Regions from separate parts of the Zea mays genome. Here region 1 is linked to region 2. The links are chromatin contacts, called in public Hi-C maps. All regions are on one chromosome and are shown on one strand. Each heading gives the region's core, a stretch centred on a gene start, on an enhancer-like site or on the middle of the called end of the contact. The rest is flanking DNA. Distances are from core to core; before and after follow the strand shown. Region 1 holds the start of LOC100285996. Region 2 holds the start of LOC100284207 (glycine-rich RNA-binding protein 7).

Evidence for each region. A called contact is a pair of places that touch in the nucleus more often than the background predicts.
Region 1: a contact with region 2 is called in a Hi-C map of tassel, with 2.7 times the contacts expected there. The contact joins the promoter of LOC100285996 here to the promoter of LOC100284207 in region 2. A contact is called at or near these places in 5 of 25 Hi-C or Micro-C datasets (bundle sheath, ear, leaf and 1 more).

The regions. Positions count from the first base shown.
Region 1 is chr10:17,795,184-17,799,109 of Zm-B73-REFERENCE-NAM-5.0, forward strand. LOC100285996 reads left to right here and starts at 2,342. Exons shown (of 8, transcript NM_001158884.1): 1 at 2,342-2,723. The coding sequence starts at 2,533.
Region 2 is chr10:17,616,243-17,620,329 of Zm-B73-REFERENCE-NAM-5.0, forward strand. LOC100284207 (glycine-rich RNA-binding protein 7) reads left to right here and starts at 1,701. Exons shown (of 5, transcript NM_001254914.2): 1 at 1,701-1,881; 2 at 3,299-3,416; 3 at 3,502-3,570; 4 at 3,641-3,747. The coding sequence starts at 3,308. It overlaps LOC100382621, which reads right to left and starts at 1,518. Exons shown (of 3, transcript NM_001175346.1): 1 at 1,206-1,518. The coding sequence starts at 1,478.

The DNA of each region.
Region 1 (3,926 bases), core at 1,092-3,591, 180 kb after region 2:
GTGTAGATCACTTAGCCGTCGTGCCGTCAATGGGGCTCGGTGTATGCGGCTCGCTCTGCCAAGTTTGGGTTCGCCCCTTGGGGAGGAGTGCGGTGCATTTAGGAAACCTAACGGGTGGCTACAGCCCCGGGGAATCTTTGTAAAGGCTACGTAGTGATGCCCTGCTGGACCACCTAGGTAGTGGTCAATGGGGAGTAGCTCTCTCCGGGCAGAAAGGGAATCACGGCTTGTGGGTAAAGTGCACAACCTCTGCAGAGTGTTTGAAAACTGATATATCAGCTGTGCTCGCGGTTATGAGCGGCCAAGGGAGCTCCAGTGATTAGTGGTACTTGATCAGAGACATTATGGTACATGTGGCTATGAGATCGATGGTTCTGGTTATGACTATGGTGCTGGTAAGTGGTATTCTTTCCGTTTGGAAAGGGTACATCGGGCTAATAACTTGGGTTAATGCTAAAACCTGGCTTTCTATTAGTAAATAATAATCTGACCAACTAAAAGCAACTGCTTGACTTATCCCCACATAAAGCTAGTCCACTACAGCCAAACAGGATACTTGCTGAGTATGTTGATGTGTACTCACCCTTGCTCTACACACCAAACCCCCCATACCCAGGTTGTCAGCATTGCAACCACTGCTCAGGAGAAGATGAAGCTGTGGAAGGAGACTTCCAGGAGTTCCAAGACTACGACGAGTTCTAGGCGTGGGTTAGCGGCAACCCCCAGTCGGCTGCCTGTGAAGGCCGCGGTTATCTACGTTTCGTTTTCGCACTTTGATTTATTGTAAGGACTATATGGACGTCTCAGACATATGATGTAATCGACTATTATTTCCCTTTTAATACTATTTTGAGCACTGTGTGATGATGTCCATGTTATGTAACTGCTGTGTACGTGAATAACTGATCCTGGCACGTACATGGTTCGCATTCGGTTTGCCTTCTAAAACCGGGTGTGACAGTGCTTGAGCTTCAGCTTTAGCTTCATCAATATTATGGATAGCCTTGGATTCTTGCCAGGTTCCTTCATCCCTTCTTGCGGCTTCTTGGCTTCCATAAACTGATGTAACGCCTTGGTTGCTTGGTATCTTCATACAAAGACATGCTGAGTGTAGGACTGCTTCGAAAGCATTAAGTGTTCCTCTTCCAATGATTGCATTATATGGGAATTTCATATCGACAATATCAAACACAACTTCCTCTGTTCTAGTGTTGTTGATATAGCCGAAGGTGACAGCCATGGCCAGTTTTCCAAGTGCTATGACTTGCTTGCCTCTAAAGCCACAGAGTGGGTAAGCTGATTTTTGAATTTTATCTTCAGGTTCTTACAATGGCCTGGAGGATTTTGCGAAGGTGATATCTGTTGCACTGCCTATGTCGACCAAGACATTGTGAACTATGAAGCCTTTTATGACAGACGAAATCACCATGGCATCTTTGTGTGGGTAATCTTTGAGTTGAAGGTCTTCTTGAGAGAATGTAATTGGAATATGTGACCACTTTAACTTGATATTGGATCCTTGAACCCCAACATATTGTACCCTTTTCTGGGCGTCTTTCTTCTGTTTATTGTTGCTTGGTTCGGAGCTTGGATTAAAGTCAGTTGTTCAGACTGCTGCAGCCGCAATTCATAAAGACAAAGTACTGTAGAAGCATAGAAGCTGGTATGAATTAAAGTCAAGCGAACATGCTTTGATTCGCCCGTGATGGGAAGACAAGCTTCTTTGAGCCTAGCGATGAAATATCAGGGCTTGCCATGCTCTTTGTTATGACCGTGAATTAAAATCTAATTTCTACTGATAGTTTCATTAGCTCAACCACAAGTGGAAATCAATTTCCACCGGTGGTTTTTAACTAACTGCCAATGAAAAGACCGATTTCTACATACCCTTAGTACTGAAGGTTCTAAAAGTAGGTTTTATCTGCATCTATAGAGTTTGTTTGTACTAATGCTAATTAATCCATGGCACACCTAAGCTAGGGCAGAGAGGAAAAGGGGGAAGCCCTCCCTCTCTCCCTCCCCAGTCCCGAGCCACAAAGCAGGGAGGACGGGAATCTGGCTGTTCCTCCGCGGGGCCCGGCAGCCGCCTGTGCGCGCTACGGCACCCGGCCACTCGCGCCCCGGCCGTACGTGGTCGCCCACCGCGGCAGGCGCCGCGGCCAACCGGCAGTCGACAGCGACGCCGCCCACGCAGAGCAGAGCAGCGAGGGAGCGTGCAGACACTACTAGTCAACCTGTGTACTCGATCCGATCCAGTGTCAGTCAGTCCCCTGCCCGCCCGCCCTGCGTGTGCGTGCTGCGTGCTGCTACTATATATAAATTGCAAGCAAGCTAGGCAGGCAGGCTAGCCCAGCGCTCGGCCCTCGGCTCCTTAAGGCTTCATCTTCTCAAGTTCCGGCCGTCCATCGCCGCCGCCGGCCTCGGCCGGCTCAGTTCCTGCCTGCCAGCCAAAAATTCCACACCACCCACCCAGAGACTGAGGCGCGCGGTGGTGAAGACGTGATCGAAAGTCGAAACCAAAACGATATATAGATGGGGCGCGGGCGCGGCAAGGTGGAGGTGCGTCGCATCGAGAACAGCGTGAGCCGGCAGGTGACCTTCTCGAAGCGGCGGCGCGGGCTGGCGAAGAAGGCGCGGGAGCTGGCCGTGCTCTGCGACGCCGACGTCGCGCTGCTCGTCTTCTCCGACAAGGGCAGGCTCCACGACTTCGCCGCGCACGGCAGGTACGACGTCGTCGATCTATACGTGCATGCAGAATGCATGGTAGGGGTAGGGCAGTACTCCTATGGCTATGATCCTCCTATACTCCATTTCTGGTAATGGAGCGGGCCGGGGTGTGTGCGTCAATCTGGCGTGGCGTACGTACGTACGGGCCAGTACCATACACGGCAATTATTCGGAGGGCAGCACAGGCACCGGCACCGGCACCTTAGCCACTCGCCCACTCCTACCCTCTTTGGCTCTATTTATGGAAGTATATAGTACGGGCGTACGGCACTGTGCTGCCACCGTGGTCTGTGCAATGCTACTCCCTAGCACCACTTGGGTTTATAGATGGCCAATAAGCACGAGGCCCGCGAGCCCCGCTTTTTGGGCCCGGTACGGCCCGGTTCTATGCGAGCCCGGGCTGGCCCGGCACGAATAAGCGAGCCGGGCTCGGACAGGAAATTAGACATGGTGGGCTAGCACGGCACGACCCGTTTATCTCTAAGCACGTTAAACCCGCTTTTTTTGCACTAAAATATGCTTTTTGGCCCGCTTTTGGCCCGCTTTTTTCGTGCTAAACGGGTCTGGCCGGCCCGTTTAGGCCCACTACGGGCCGGGCTCGGACAGAGAATCAAGCCCGCGGGCTCAGCAGGCCCGCCCCAGTTTCCTAACCGTGTCTGGCGGGCCGGGCCGGGCCGGGCGGCCCGTTTGGCCATCTCTACTTGGGTTCCACAGTCAGACACCCCCTTTTTACTTCGTACAAAAATAAAGTAAAATTACACACAAGTGAAGTGAAGTTTCGAAATCTAATCAACAAAACACATGTACATATTTTTATGTTTTATTAAAACAAAATTTAACTAGCGGTACCACTACGAGCGACTCTCGAGGCGCCCATGCAGAGTCATACGAGGGTAAAAAAAATCTCGAGAGCGAGATTCGGCAAAACCGCCAAAAAAATCTCGTTCTCGCCATCGACCGGTTTCAAAAACCGAACTTTTTTCGAGCATTTTGTTTCAATTTTTTGAATTTCAAAAATAATCATAAAAGTTATGGGGAAATTTATCAAAATTATAGAATTTTAGGAAATCAGAAATATATTATTTATTTAAAAATCATGTTTTGGTATTCAAAATAAATTCGGTTTTTTCTAGACCCGTTAACTAAATCCGAACCCGTAAACCCGCAGAGAAAATAGCGAAAACCACCAAGAAAGCGGC
Region 2 (4,087 bases), core at 451-2,950:
GAGGGAAAGACCGCCCCCGATATTATATTAAGAAGAGACAGAAACATGATCCCGTCCAAAAAAATCCACGAACCCTAGCCCTCCATCACTAGCGGGTCGTCACCGCGCACTCTGCAACGGCCCAACCGGAGGTGGCGAGCAGGACGTAATCTTGTTTTTTTTATCCCTACGGGCATGCATCAACGCACTCCTCAAGTATCACTTTACAATCCAATCATACTTGTTTATCCTTTTTTCTTGTGAAGACAAAGTCAATCTAACTAGAACGTTGACCACTACTATAGGTCACTAAATAAGATTCTCTCTTTCTAAAGAAACTATTGGCTACGAACAGGTTAAAACCTACCGCAAAGTCCAAGACTTTTTCTTACTCCTTATTCCTACTCTTAGCTTATTGTAAAAAAAACATAAGACAAACATACCTAAAAGTACAAAGTTACCACATAATAATAACTCGTAGCAGCATAACATGAACTTTTGTTTGTGAGGATTATGTTATTCTGTCTTCCATATCTCCAAATTGAGAAAATACGGGAAGTCCAAAGGAACTAGTTTTGAGTGAACATAAATTCGTAAACACTACATGGGCACATCACATAAGTTCCCCGTCTTTTTTTTGTGTTAATTCCTCAAGTCACTGGATCAATAGCTTAGGTCCAAGCCGCTCACATTTATCTTTATAACACTACACTCGTATCATACTGATGCTGGCTCATTGCAGTAAAACAGCAACCTCGTCCTCGCCTTTGGATGTATAAAGTCTAACACAGTCTCGTGGAACCACAATAAACAAAGAATCCGATTTGCGAAAGTGGAACACAAAGTACCATCTTTTGCATTCCAGTTTACCAACTTCTGAATTCCGATTTTGTACAAATCAAAATTTCTGTTCCACAAAAGGCCAGCCAGTTTCATGTCACTGTATGAGGAAGAGTTACCTAGCTCGACAAGCCTATGCCAAAGAGGCACAAGGTCGCACAAAACTGAATCACATTGAAGCACTCAAAATCACACCCAGCTCAAGATCCCCTCTTGCTCTATGAGCAGTGAATTCCACAATTAAAGTGAAGGCGACCGAATCTACGCGCTCGGCCCTTCAGGGAGGGGCATCGGCTGAACCCGGATGCCGAGCATAGAGAGGGGAGGACAACCACAGGGGCTGATAGCCTGATGCAGCAACGACTGGACAGTACGTATGTATATACCTTAATGGTGCGGGCCTGGTCGGCGGCGAGGGAGGCCTTGGAGAAGATGTCATCGTCGACGAAGACAGCCTTCCGCCCGAGCATCTTCTGCAGCGCGTCCACGTTGGCGCCGAGCTCCCCCAGGTTCCCGATCGCGGCGCTCCACCGCTCTCCCGACGAGGACGCCGCCGCCGGGCCTCCGGATGAGGACGAAGGAGAAGGAGACCCCGATACCGCAGCGCCGTGTGCTGGGCCGACCGCGACGGCCGCGGACTTCTCCCTCTGCGCGGCCATGCTCACCGCCGCCGCCGCCACCGACCTCGGCGGAGTCGGCTCAGGTCCTCTTTTTCCGTTTGGGCCCGTAGGCTTGCCCGATACTGCAGACCGGGAGACACGGCCTCACCGCCCAGCCACTGACACTGACACTGCGATCAACTCGTATGTAGACCCCACATGCCATCGACGTTACGCGTAACCCCCGCCTAAAAAATATCCGTCCCCCACGCCGCAGCAGTTGAATAGCAAGGATCGAATGGACAGCTGATTGCTTGAGCCCATCGGACGGCCGCGTGGCTCCCAGGAGCCCTATATCACCATCCTTGCCCACCGCCTCCCCTCATCACCAGCGTCCGCCACCGCCGCCGCCTTTCGTACCGCGGCCCCTAAACCCCTTTCCTCGTTCCCCTCCGTCTCTCAGGTGCGCGCTTAAACCCTAGTAGCTATATATATTTTCGATTTATTGTTTCAGCCTGTTTTTCCATCGTGTTGATGCTACCCGTCGGGATGATGCGCCCCATGCCGCTAGCGTTGGCGATCCGTGTCCTTTTCGTTTCCTTGCGTCGTTAACTCGTTGGGGGCGATTGGGGAGTAGAAGTAGTGTGTTTTAGTGTTTATGATTTCGTGTATTGTTAGTTTGGACGTAGGTCGTTTATGGTGGTTCGCGCTCGTGCACGGCTCGGTGGTTAGGGTTTACCTGGATCCCCGCATTTTTTTCGTCTTCATCGCTCGGTTTCGTGGTTCCGAACTTCTACGATGTGTGATTAACTTCCTATTAGTACGCTGCTCTACTTTACTCGCGGCGTGTTTTTCTAGCATCCTTTTACGTTTGTAGCCATTTGGTCCACATGTTGTATGGGTCTTTATGGTGCACATGGAATGTTTTCGTTTTGTTTTCCTTCGATTAGAATGTTTAAATGGTGTATATTAGGTAGCTGTAGTCAACTACTGTTTAACACCCAAGCTTCTGCTGTTTCTTAGTCTATTTCTTGATGCCACAGCACTCAATATCCATGTCCCCATGAATAATAAATTCTCAGATCAGTGTTATGAAAACTTTTTTTTATTTTGTTACCATGTCAAAATTAATGACCATCTCCATTACTATCATCATACAGTAGTGCCTCTGTTTATACTTGAAATTTGAATCCTCGCTACAGTTATGTTTTTTTTAAATATTGAGCACATTTTTTATGCTTCAAGCAAGGCAGTGGTGCATGTTTCCTTCATCCTCTGTTATAACAAGATGGTGGGCAACTGTTTATTGCCCCTTTGGTATCAATGCCTGTTAGAGCATCTCCAACGATGCCTCAAATTTGTGCCTTAAATTGAAAAATATGAGGCTCTATGTAGTAAAAACTACTCCGTGCCTCATTTAATAAAATTTGGTTAAAAAATTATACCGTAGTGTGCTGTACTATAATCTAGATTTGATGCTTTACTATTCGAGCGGAATGTTTTGTTGGTGCCCTAAATTCTATAAAATATACTCATTTTTAAATTATAGGGCATTTTTATAGATTACGTTGTTGGAGATGCTCTTACAAACTATAACTATTGCAGTAAACTTTTTCTACCAATTGTAAGGTAGCCGTTCATTTAGTTATGTCTGATTAGAACATTTATTCGTGGTGAACTTAGGACAACCTATTTTTTACCATCTTTATGGGGTGGCTGGCACACAAAATGACATGTCAGTGACTCAGCTGTCATTGACTCATGGTTTAGGGCCGCCATCCATAAATATGACAAATAGTTAAATTTACATGACCTGCCCTTTCCATTTTGGATGTGTATTGGATTATCTGTTGATATCTCAGAATCTTGCCCTGTTGCAGTTAGGCACAATGATGCTAGCTAATAAGCTTGGTGGTCTGCTCAAGAATGCTACGAGTTCAAATATGTCTGTCTACCAAGCAATCAGATGCATGTCATCATCCAAGCTTTTTGTTGGAGGTTCTAGCCTGTTTATAATTTGTATCTGCTTTCTCAAAGTTCTTTGTCCTTGTATAGTTTCCTGATGGTTGTAAATATTGTTCAGGGCTTTCTTATGGAACCGATGATCACAGTCTCAGAGACGAGTTTGCCAAATATGGACAAGTTATTGAAGGTATCATGCTCATTGCTGCACTTGCCTTAGCTCTTTTTTTTGCTGACCAGTTATGCCTCAATCTGTCCAGCTAAGATTATCCTTGATCGTGAGTCTGGGAGGTCCAGAGGTTTTGGCTTTATAACTTACACGTCTTCTGAGGAGGCTTCGGCTGCCATCACTGCCATGGATGGAAAGGTTAGTTCATACTTTGAAGGATTGTGATTTATCTGTTTTCGATTATCATGGTGGCATTATTTCATCATGTCTCAGTTAGGATATTGTTTATGACCTGCTAATTCTTGTAAGATTTGCATCCTCAGCATTAATTTAGGCTAATATATGCCAGAATCTATTAATCCTAACTGGTGCTATTGTCTTCTTAACTTTTATGCATTATACTAAAATAGGAGCTATGATAAATTTAGGGTGTTGATAGCTAGTAAGGGATTTTGAAATTTATAGTGATGCTGTGTTGTTTGCTATTCATGGTCATGGTATGTGGTTATACCATAACACTGAGCAATTTAGTTAAGTG